Linked DNA regions of Zea mays: all the other regions are linked to region 3. Evidence: chromatin contacts called from public Hi-C data. All regions are on one chromosome and are shown on one strand. The core of a region is the stretch at or near the end of the contact, and the rest is flanking DNA. Distances in the headings are between cores, read along the strand shown. Region 1 holds the start of LOC100501810 (cytochrome P450 86A2). Region 2 holds the start of LOC103627525 (putative RING-H2 finger protein ATL71). Region 3 holds the start of LOC100194169.

What was found. Hi-C and Micro-C count contacts between places; a contact is called where the count stands out from the background.
Region 1: a Hi-C map of leaf shows a contact between it and region 3, with 7 times the contacts expected there. The contact joins the promoter of LOC100501810 here to the promoter of LOC100194169 in region 3. A contact is called at or near these places in 22 of 25 Hi-C or Micro-C datasets (bundle sheath, ear, endosperm and 6 more) and 2 of 3 datasets of contacts at active chromatin or transcription factors (leaf and seedling).
Region 2: a Hi-C map of tassel shows a contact between it and region 3, with 1.9 times the contacts expected there. The contact joins the promoter of LOC103627525 here to the promoter of LOC100194169 in region 3. A contact is called at or near these places in 2 of 25 Hi-C or Micro-C datasets (ear and tassel).

Annotation. Positions count from the first base shown.
Region 1 is chr5:197,827,912-197,831,868 of Zm-B73-REFERENCE-NAM-5.0, reverse strand. It overlaps LOC100501810 (cytochrome P450 86A2), which reads left to right and starts at 1,419. Exons shown (of 1, transcript NM_001352346.1): 1 at 1,419-3,957. The coding sequence starts at 2,395.
Region 2 is chr5:197,881,329-197,885,551 of Zm-B73-REFERENCE-NAM-5.0, reverse strand. LOC103627525 (putative RING-H2 finger protein ATL71) reads right to left here and starts at 1,580. Exons shown (of 1, transcript XM_008647819.4): 1 at 591-1,580. The coding sequence starts at 1,489. The coding sequence ends at 1,028.
Region 3 is chr5:197,680,393-197,684,379 of Zm-B73-REFERENCE-NAM-5.0, reverse strand. LOC100194169 reads left to right here and starts at 1,763. Exons shown (of 12, transcript NM_001359418.1): 1 at 1,763-2,180; 2 at 3,399-3,987. The coding sequence starts at 3,663.

The DNA of each region.
Region 1 (3,957 bases), core at 170-2,669, 150 kb before region 3:
TCTATTTGTATTAAATTATGAGTTTCCGTTAGTATTTCTGTTTCCGTTCGTTTTCGCAATTCCGTTTATCCCGCTCCCGTTTCCGTTCCCGACTATTCCGGACCTGATCCTGTTTCCGATGATAAAATGCGGATACGGAAACGGGAGAGAGGTTTTTCCGTCTGTTTCCGTCCGTTTTCATCCCTAGACGGGCAGTCGGGTAGGGCACCAGCTGTGCGGCCCATGGTTAAACGGGCTAGTGCTGGGTTTTTTGTTTATCCGGGGCCTTTAAATTTCGCACCCCACCCCCAAACCCACACACATTCATTGTAAAACTAGTCTTTTTTCTGATCACACAAAATTTTATTGAACTCAAACTTTACATGCAAACTAGTACAATATCTGTGCTTTACGATAACAAATAATTATATTTGATAGTATCAGTTAGGGTAGGCCAGACTCTATTCTATCAGCAGTGCAACGGTTAAGCGACACATAAGGACATATGGTGGACCCTCTCTAAAAAATACACATAAAAACTAAATTTAATGTTAAAGTGAACATATAGTCCACATATTAGATAATACATATTAGATAATAAGCTAATAAACATTACACTTTATCTTAGCAAAAAATTCGAGAAAGGTATAAGTTGAAAAAAGAGTTTGGATTCATTTTTTTATATTTCGTTCGCTCTCTCGTCCTTCTTCAGCTAGCGAGATGGTACTATATGGAAGCGTTGCGCTGCGCTAGTGTGACTTTTTATCGTGTTGGACTTAGATGATATCCTACGACACACGAAACTAGTGCTTTACAGAAATAGAGATAGATGGCCGCATCATCGATTCATTTGCAATTCAGGTGCTGCCATGTCATAGTAGTACCACGAACTGCCGCCATAGCGCGCTCCTAGGTAAAATGAGTTACAAGACCCCACAGGATGACAAGGACTACTTTAAGGCCGTGGTGCTTGCTACTTGCTAGGGTTGGTTGGTCAACTAGTCCAACCATAATCACCATACATATCGATCGATCTATTAGCCCCTCAACAAACATCCAGTTAGCTAAAGACGCTCTAACCAACTATACCTGTTGGCATGCTTGTGTTGTAGGTAAGAACGTGTAAGCTGACGACTGACGATATCCCGGATTTGACATGTTGTAGCTAAACACGCACGATGCGTTGGGCTGAGGATTTTGAAGCAAGCCAAGTTGTCAACAGACGTTCGTGGGTATGGGCCGTTCGCCCAACACCACCAAACTACTGCGAACTCCAGCCGGGAGCCCAACCAACGTATCCTCCCCCGTTCATCTTCTTCTCCCTCCCACACCCACACCACCTCATGGTCAAAACACACGGCGCCGCCCGGGCCTGGGCGTACGCCGGCACGGCTCCACGGCCATCTATTTATGCCACAGGTCTCGTCCAAGCCCGTCTCGATGGCACGCCACATGCTTCTGCTACCTCATCTCTCCGGATCAGCCAGCCAAGCCAACCAGGCGAAGCAGCAGCTAGCATTCACTCCACCTCTGCATCGCGGTCGCGTTTCTACAGTGCCACTACTATCTAGCTCCACCACACTGATCGGTCGGTCTCGGATCCACTGAGTCCACTCGCGCCATCCTCGATCGATCGGTGGATCCCCCGTGCTGTACGACAAGCCAAGCCGGTTCCAGCTAGCTGCGCTCGCTCGTCTTCAATGCCTCCCCGGCCGTGCATTCAATGGCCTTGGCACGGTTAGTTGCGCGACGTCGCGGCAGATTGGCCAGTGCGATCGAGCCCGCGGATCGGAGGCCAGCTGTTGGCGGGTAAGACGCCGCGCGCGGCCCGGCCAGCGAACGTCCCCCGGCGGCAATTTATGGGCGACCGCCCGTGCCGTTTCTCGTTCCACCGCCTACTAGCCGCCACCAACCGGCCGCCTCTTCGCCTTCGCCGGTGAAGTGTTTTGCTTTCGTTCATCAGCTGCTGATGCTCGATCACCCGTCCACAGTACATGTGATGTACAGTACGCACGCGTACGCTGCTGCCGCATCAGGAACGGCAGTTTTTTTACACGCTGGTCGTTGCCTTGCCTGTTGCCTGTAGTGTAGGAAAGCTTTGCAGCTTGAGCTAGGGGACTCCGGGAGGGAGTATAGTAGTGGTAGTAGTGTGTGTACGTACAGTACTGTGCCAGCAATTAATCACCATCCCTCTCAACTGTGCAAGCTCGATCCGACCAGTTCTATAAAACCTCGCCTGCAGCATTCTGCCATCCGTCACCTCCCATCGTCATTGCTTGCTCCATGTGGAGTCACTTTATTACTGCATTACACTAGCTAGCTAGCTAGCCACAGCCAGCTTCATCTTCACGTCGATTCGATCCATCGGTGCTGTGTGTACCGTACGCCAGCTTGCTGATCCATCGCCGGCCGACGATGGAGGTGAGCACGTGGGTGATGCTGGTGGCGGCCGCCGCCGCGTACATGGCGTGGTTCTGGCGGCTGTCGCGGGGGCTCAGCGGGCCGCGGGTGTGGCCGGTGCTCGGCAGCCTGCCGGGGCTGGTGCAGCACGCCGAGGACATGCACGAGTGGATCGTGGGCAACCTGCGCCGCACGGGAGGCACCTACCAGACCTGCATCTTCGCGGTGCCCGGGGTGGCGCGCCGCGGCGGGCTGGTCACGGTCACGTGCGACCCTCGCAACCTGGAGCACGTCCTCAAGGCGCGCTTCGACAACTACCCCAAGGGCCCCTTCTGGCACGCCGTCTTCCGGGACCTGCTCGGCGACGGCATCTTCAACTCCGACGGCGACACGTGGGTGGCGCAGCGCAAGACGGCCGCGCTCGAGTTCACCACGCGCACGCTCCGCACGGCCATGTCCCGCTGGGTGTCGCGCTCCATCCACCTCAGGCTGCTGCCCATCCTGGACGAGGCGGCCACCGAGAAGACGCACGTCGACCTCCAGGACCTCCTCCTCCGCCTCACCTTCGACAACATCTGCGGCCTCGCGTTCGGCAAGGACCCCGAGACGCTCGCGCCGGGCCTGCCGGAGAACGCATTCGCCACGGCGTTCGACCGCGCCACGGAGGCGACGCTCAACCGGTTCATATTCCCCGAGTGCCTGTGGCGGTGCAAGAAGTGGCTGGGCCTCGGCATGGAGAGCACGCTGGCCCGCAGCGTCGCGCACGTGGACCAGTACCTCGCCGCCGTCATCAAGGCGCGCAAGCTTGAGCTCGCCGGCAACGGCAAGTGCGACGCGCCGGCGCACGACGACCTGCTGTCTCGGTTCATGCGCAAGGGCTCCTATTCGGACGAGTCGCTGCAGCACGTGGCGCTCAACTTCATCCTCGCCGGCCGCGACACCTCCTCCGTGGCGCTCTCCTGGTTCTTCTGGCTCGTGTCCACGCACCCGGACGTGGAGCGCCAGATCGTACTCGAGCTGTGCGCCGCGCTCGCCGCGTCCCGCGGCTCCCACGACCCGGCATTGTGGCTGGCGTCGCCACTCACGTTCGAGGAGCTGGACCGCCTGGTCTACCTCAAGGCGGCGCTCTCGGAGACCCTGCGCCTGTACCCGTCCGTTCCCGAGGACTCCAAGCACGTCGTGGCCGACGACTACCTCCCCGACGGCACGTTCGTCCCGGCGGGGTCGTCGGTGACCTACTCCATCTACTCGGCCGGGCGCATGAAGACGGTGTGGGGGGAGGACTGCCTCGAGTTCCGCCCCGAGCGGTGGTTGTCCGCCGACGGCACCCGGTTCGAGCCGCACGACTCGTACCGGTTCGTGGCGTTCAACGCCGGGCCGAGGATCTGCCTCGGTAAGGACCTCGCGTACCTGCAGATGAAGAACATCGCCGGCAGCGTGCTCCTGCGCCACCGCCTGGCCGTCGCGCGGGGCCACCGCGTGGAGCAGAAGATGTCACTGACGCTGTTCATGAAGCACGGGCTCCGGATGGAGGTGCACCCGCGCGACCTGGCCCCGGTCATCGATGAGCTCCGTGGC
Region 2 (4,223 bases), core at 331-2,830, 200 kb before region 3:
AGTTGCACTAATGACAAGATAATGCTAAGGGATATTTTATTTCTTTTTCTTTTATGATTAATTTAATGTGTTTTGAATAGTTTTAGTCCCTAAAACCAAACATGATATGGACTAAACTTTAGTCTTCTAACTAATAGTCCATAAACTAAAGGAAGCAAACGGAGCCTTATAGCTTGATTGGGTAATAAAACACACCGGGTAACAAAAACAACGGAGCCAGAAAAAATGTTCTTGAACTCAACTGATTCTTTGATGATCAAACTACATTTACTATGATACTTGAAAATATTTGCTGCAGAACTGAAACCAGGCTCTAAACTAAAGCACTTGTGAGGACCTAATAACCATGTATTCAACCAAAAGTATAATATAGCTGAATTAATTCTTCTAGGGTACTACTAAAAGTAATAGTTTGCCGCATGATAGGAACCAAGCTTTCTAACTTTAAAAACACATAATCAGTAACCTAATGACAATGGAAATATAAACTAATGATCTCAAATATTCATCAACCCAGTACTGAAAACTCACGGAGAAATTCACAGTTTATTTGCAGAGTGCAAAAACTCACCTTTGTTGCATCATCGGAGGTGCAGAAATTCACAGTTTCATTCACTCATTCTGCCAATGACACATTAAAGACATTGCAATCCCTGAAGGAAAATTATGCTTTATTTGTATCTCCGAGACTATGAACCTCATTTTTTTATTCACTTCGCTCATGAAGAAGTCTAAATCCGTCGAAATGCGACGATCTGTTACAAGAACTGTGACTGGAACCTACAAAACCTACTGCTTTCGAGTAAGAATTCGAGGATTGAGTCGATGTACATGCAATCCCATCCAAGAAATCCTTCACAGGATCAAGTTACTGCCAAGGATTCATCAAGAATCGCTCTCGAGAAGTAAGAATCCGGGGAGATTCAATCGAGAAGGCTTCTTGATCGATGGTCAGAATCCACCAAAGAACTCGTCAAGGACCAAGAACTCACCCGCCAGGCGCCAGAGATGACCCGCCGCCCCGACGTCAAGAATCCCAACCGGTCTTGGGCGCCAGAGGCGAGGCCGCAGGCGAAGACGGTGGCGTAGCCCAGATGTTACAGATAGGGCATCGGGGCGAGATGGCAAGCCATTTGTCGACGCAGTCCTTGTGGAAGGCGCGGTTGCATCCGGGGAGCACGCGCACGGCGCGGCCGGGCTCCATGGGCTCGAGGCAGATCGGACAGAGCGCCGCCGCCTCCTCTTCTCTGTCCGTGGACTCTAGCACAGTGACCCCACCGAGGCGCATCAGCTCTGCCTCCGCGAGCCCATTCTTGCCGCCGTTCTCCTCCTCCTTCTCCTCCGCCGTCTGGGGCGTGGGCGGCGGCGTCCGGGGAGCGCGGCCCCGAGCGACGGCGTCGAAGAGATAGCAGAGCCAGACGCCGAGCACCCCGAGCATGCCGATGGCGAGCGACGCCACCGCCAGGGACACCGCCCACACTTGCACCATCTTCCTCGGCCGCTCGGTCTCCCTTCTCCCCTTGATCGATTGGTGATTGGTGCCCTTGGGAACAACAGGCAGTAATATTTTTCTAGCAGTACTAGTGGCTAGTGCTGCCTATCGGGCCTGAGTACCTGGTTCGGCACAAGCAGACGGGCCCAAGACTGCTTCGTGTAGCGGACGGGCGGAAACGGAATCGGCTTTTCTTGTGGGCTGTTTACTGCTACCTCGAATATTTGTTGTCTAGTAGTTTATTTTAAAACTAACTGTAAACTAAAAAAGAACTAAAAGAGTACGGGCGAAGAATTGAATTCGATATGAGATTGATGGCAAAACTAGTGAATCTAAATTTACCGCAGAAAGTGTTTAGCTTACGGCAACTCTAGATTCACACAAAAAAATTTAGTTAGAATATCCTCTTTTACTCGGTAACAGGTCTCACGTAATAATAGAACTAGATCAGGTGGCGTCCTTTCGAGCGCCCTACCCAGCATTAGGGAAAACACACAGAGGGTTTGAGAAATTATTCACCACAATTTATACTTTAAAGTTTGAATTTCCCACAAATAGCTAGAGCAACAATCAAAGCAAACACAGAGAAAGAGAGATTGACCATAATTTCTAGTAAAGTTGCAAGTGTTTTTTTTTTGTCTTAGCACAAGCCCATACAACTGGGAATCGATCCAAAAGAAGGTGACAAGGTCTGCACGTAGGGTCAAACACCACAACTGGAGGTATGTACATGGTATTGGTAGGGATGATAATAGATCACGATCCAAATGTTTCTCCATAATTTGTTAGGGCCCTAAATTAATTTTAGTTCAATAATAAATATAAATAGAATCTGATTATAACCCAATCGGATTCTTAAATTTTAGTGTAAAATTTAGAGTCTATTGTCACCGAAGACATATTCTAGCTAACGCAATCCGCATAGTTATGTATATATACTTTACCAAACTACAAGTGTAGCTCCAATTCAATTAGCAAAAGCCAAGCGAACAGTCCATCTAGCAAAGCAAAGCAAACAGTCCATCCACAAAAGATAAGCATATCACCTGTCGTGTGTTCAAACTCCAGATTTATGTAGGCTGCAAACAAGAAACACAAGAAGGTGAGTATAAAAGTGCCATAGATATTCCCTGTGATGCACATTTCTTCTCCAACCCTGCCTAATTATAATAGAATATATGGAGTGCTAAAGCATTGCTAAGACAACACAAGGAAGATTTTGACCATTTTTCTGCACTTGAGCAGGCACTAATATGTTAATAGGTAGTGTATTTTAGACTTTCAGTAAAATAAGAAAGTTGACCTTCATAATATTAGATTTTTCTAAATACAACAAGTAATGAAATCACATAGTCAAAGCTGGTAGCCTGGTACTGTTAGTACCTGCAACTGGTAAATTGGCCAACGAGTAAAGCTAGAACATAGGGCAACCATTGTTGTGCAAGCAGTCCTTCTGTGCAAGCGTGCAAGCAAACCATCTGATCCGTTAGATTACGATCCAACCACAGATACAACCATGATTTGTTATGGGTTTTTTTTATAAAGATTATTGAGCTAGTGGTGGAAGGGTTTAAGTGTTAAATGTGACCTACGGTTGGATCACGATCTAACGGATCAGATGGTTTGCTTGCACGCTTGCACAGAAGGACTGCTTGCATAGCAGTCGTTGCCCTATTGCAAATGGTGGCAAAAATAACATAAATGCCTACTTCTCTTTATCAGTGCCAAAAAAACAATGCAAAAGTGAATGCATAGTGATGGAGCAGAAGGCTTTGTTGCCAACAGGTATGCACGGGTGCTTTGTTCCTTGCAGTACTAGGTGTTAATCCATTTATCTAAGAACCAGTAGTACTGAGTGCTCTGTTCCTTGCATGAGTGCACAACAGGTTAATGTCCTAAGTTGCTTGGAGACAACATTTTTAAAACTGCCAACATATTCAGAGATCACACTAATTTCATGGGAATTTTATCTAAAGTTTTTCCATGGTTTTATAAATGACTCCTGAAACACTTGTTTGAAAGAGCAATGAAGCAGCGTCGATTATTCAAAGATCTCAGTGATTCATTAAATAATTTGAATTTTTTTTAATAATCTCACAAAATTCTCTGTTAATTTGTGATTCACTACTTTCTTTCAGTTGATTTCAGGAAGCGGATTTTAAAAAATCCTAGTTGTGAGAAGTTTTGAAAAATAAAGTCAACTCAGCATGTTTAAAATCTTCTGAACAACTAAAACAAGCTTAACTGAAGATTCTATTAACATTTAGAGACCACACTGTTGTTTACTTAATGTTTCTTTACCATATCCATGTTTGTGATTTTTCAGACCAGGCAAACCTAATATTAATGAATGAATGGATAGACTACATGAGTGATGCCATACAGATCAAGAGGTAGTACCAGTTGCAACATCTGATCCAGTGAATCCTAGAGACTGCTTTTGAATTTGTTTGTGATTAGAGTATCAGGTCATGGAGACTATAATTCTGAGTACAGTGGCCCCCCTTGTTATAAACGTTTGCTATAACTCTTGGAGTACAGTGGCCCCCTTGCTAAGGCTCCAAGCAAGATGTTTCGTATCGTATTAGCTGACTGCAAATTATACCAAACAACTTAATGCAATGATAGGAAACACTAAGAAGGCATCGTATGGAAACCATGTCAAAGTTTTTGATCATAGAACTAAACAGAACTATGGTAACACCACTCTACCCGGTACTCGAAAAATATG
Region 3 (3,987 bases), core at 514-3,013:
AGCATATGGAGATCAATCGTTGGAATACTGTTCCAGATGCAACATGAGACGATAAACCCTCAATTGATATGTCAGGGCCGTTTAAATTGCAACTAAACTCCTCACAAGCTCAAGCGAAAATCTGGCCAAAAGAGGGCCTTTCATCGAACATCACCATCACCTTCTCCATTCCATCAAAACTAACATTCCCATAAACATCTTCCTCCACACTTCCTCCATGGTATAGTGTCACTAGGGTGTCCATCTATTGCACACATAGATTTATAACTCAATAATCATTAAAGATGATACCTGACTAACACTATCAACTAATGTCTAACTAAATATTATCCCCATCTACTAATCTACTAATGCCTAAATACTTAATACTAACTATATATACTAAGAAACAACTAACCACATCAAGCAGTTATATAATCGATTAATACTGTGTGAAAACAGGTATACATGAGGTCGCGGTGTAGTCAAGCTACCGGCGGCGGAGGTGGTGGAATCGGACGACCTCCTATCTACAAAAAATAACATAGTAGCCTCAGTAAAAAAATATTCTGCAGCACCTCCCCTACACAACGAGGTTTCTAAAACCTATAGAGAAACGATCAACAAGATGGCTGACATCTACACTTTCCAACATAGAAAATAACACGATGGCTGACATCTAAGTAGCTATCAAACTATATTCACTAACAACTAAGTAGCTCTAACTATATTCACTAAATATACTAAGCAAAACGAAATAAACTATATAACTAAACTAAGTAACTAAACTTAGATCACATAGATGAAAACAATTTAATGGAACCTATATATACTTATATATAAGTAATGAAGCAATTAATGAAAACAATTTAATGGAATTGTATATACCTATATATAAGTAATGGAAACAACTAACTTAGATTACATAGATGAAAACAGTTTCACAAATACAAAAAATCTAATTATCATCTACCTGTGACGCCGGAGCGCGGAGGGCGGCTCGCCGGGGCGGCGCGGCGTGGCTGTTCGGTGGGGAGCGTGCTCGTTGGGATGACGGATGAGCCAGGGCGGAGGACGAGCCGGAGCGACGCTGCGGCGCTGCGGGCGGGCGGACGTGCGGCGGGGAGGCGACTGTAAGAGTGAGGGTTCGGCGGGAAGAGAATGGGAAAGAGAAGCCGGGCCCGCGTCTAAAGCCCTAGCCGGGCTATGTTGGCACCTCTTCGTCCTCACCGTCGTTGCCACGTCAAAGCTCGGCGCTATAGGTTATGGTGTCGAGCTATGTTGACTTGACGTCATAGACTATGACACAGAGCAAAAGGTACAAAACATAAAATAAGTCGTTCAGAGGTTTAAACGTGATTTTTTTTGAAAAAAGAATTAAAATAAAAAAATTCGGTTGCAACGTATGAACATTGTACTAAGTATTAGTATAAACCACTACCGTAATTGCACACAGCAAAGTGTGACGGCAGCTCGGCAAGACGTCGCGGCTGAGCCGCTTTGCAGGTTAACATCAGCACATGCAGTGCAACACCATAGTTAAAGCTCGGATTTTGGCACAAGGAGGTTTGAGCAGCAGCCCCGGACCCCACCACGGCACGACAGCCCACAGGGATTCCGAACCGCACGAGATTCTCGCCACCACCACCAACCATCCCTTCCCTCCTCACTCCCGTCCCGTCACAGCACAGGCGCGGCGCGGAACACGCACACTCCCCTAGTCCCCTTGGCCCTTCCCACCTCACTCGCACAAGAGCATTGCGGAGCACACAGCAGACAAGGCGAACAATAACTGCCCCCCCTTCATCCTCCCCCGCTCCCGTCGTCGTCTCCTTTCCACCCCCTTTCCCCCGCCCCCTGCATCCTGCATTACCCCCCTCGCGCGTCCCTCTCCGATCCCTCACCCCCCAGATTCCTCCTGCCTACGCTCGCGGGTCTCTCCTGCCCGCCCGATTTCGCCTCGGACCTCGTCGTCCATGGTGTGCTTTTTCTTCGTGGCGATTTGCTGCGCCTCGTCGCCGGCGACCTTGGCGCTTGCAGGCGGCCGACTGCAGTAGGGCAGGTCTGCTTCCACAGACGTCTTCGCCGTTTGAGAGGTGGCGCCCACCTCCACCGTCTCGTCTGCTGCCTGCTCTAGTGGTGCCGGACCTGGGGTGGAGCGGAGATCCACAAGGGCTTGGATTGCTTTCGTTGTCTTGCTGGTACGTAATCCGAACTTGTTTGTAGATAGATTGTGCTCGGAGTTCGTATCGTTGTGCGGCGCATATTAATGCTGCTACTGTGAGTAATCAATTCGGAATCTTGCTTTATCTACACTCAACCACCTGTGGATTTGTTTACTATCTGCTGCGCTATTCTAGTCTGTCCATAGTTCGATTATCCTGGGGTTCTTCCGGGCATGATCAGTGCCACTTGGCCCCACAGGATTTGGTATCCAAAGGCTCGAGTGTAATTGATTTCACAAAAATCTCCGAAGTTTGTATCTTGTCATTTCCTGCATAAGTTCCAATTGGTATAGAAGTTAGGGCTTGTGTTGTTCCCTTGCAGATTATATAATCCAGCTTATTTCATATAGATTATATAATCCGGATTATATAGTCCAGTTTATATAATCCTATTAGAGATATTTCTTTACACAAATTATTAGTGAGTAAAAAGCCAATCAATAATCTAAAATAAGCACCTAATGACCTGCTTATGGATTATCATAATCTAGGTACCTAGATTATATAATCCATTCCAATAAAATGTGTTGTTTGTTTGCCTCTTAAGTCTTAACTTATTTAAGCTGGATTATATAATCTAGAAGGTAAACAAACAGGGCCTTAGCTGAGTTATATCAGTATTCTTAGTGTTGGATACTTCAGAACAAGTTGGCTTGGTAGTTTATGCCACCAATCGGAATGGTGCATATTGGATTGTGCATATTTTATGCCGTCAGCACATACCATACCCATTCAAAATGGTTATTGCGTGAAAGCTCTGAAAGAAACCTGCATATCATATGCCCGGTGTTTTTGCATACGTTTTGATTAGATACTATGTCCATATGGCTGTTAGTATCGTGGGCAATTTTTTGGTCAACATCGTGATAAATTTTCCTGGTACTTTACCCTTTTGCATGTAAGCAGTTCTCATGAAAAACGATGTTACAAGATTGAAGAAAAGCTATTTTTCGGATCTTTTCTTTTGATTTCTATATGATCCCAGCAAACCGTTGAAATGATGCCTATTATAGTTTGAGTAAATTGTTTCCATTTGTGTGTTTTTAGAGCACACTACTCGAAATGGTTACTCGATTTATTGAAAATCTGAAACTGAACATTCGCTTGCAGTCAGCTTAAGAAATTGTCATAATATTTTGTTTTAGTGCTCCATTATTGTTATTGATAGCACCTGATGTTTGGATATGGTTTCAGGCTTTGAGGTGGAGATGACACTAAGTTGAAATTTTTATCACACGAGGAAGCAAGAACAGGAAAAAAAATCACATTTCAGTGTTGCACTCTGTGGAGGGTTCATTGTTGGTCCACCAAACTACTGCAGTGCTGGAGGGTTTTTGTTGAAGTCCTCTTCATGTTCACCATTTCTAAATTGTCATAGGCTCATAGCATTGTAGCTGATCAGTCTTCAAGATCTTCCTATGAGTACATAGATAAATCATCATCGTATCTGTGTTAAGTATGCCACCATGGTGGGGAAAATCTTCATCCAAAGAAGTGAAAAAGTCTGCCAAAGAAAACCTCATCGACACATTTCAGCGTCTCATAAGTTCAAATGAGCAAAAGGGAAGCAGAAAATCACGAAGTAGTCGTAGACATGGTAAAGACACAGCTGGTGACAAAGGTTGCTGGTCCACTGCCCAATCCCGCTCAACATCCCCTTCAAAAGAGGTCTCTCGATGTCAGAGCTTTGCAGCAGATAGACCACATGCACAGCCACTTCCTCTTCCCAAATCACGTGCTAAGGTGACACGTACTTCTTCTGATATTACCAACTCAAAGTCCA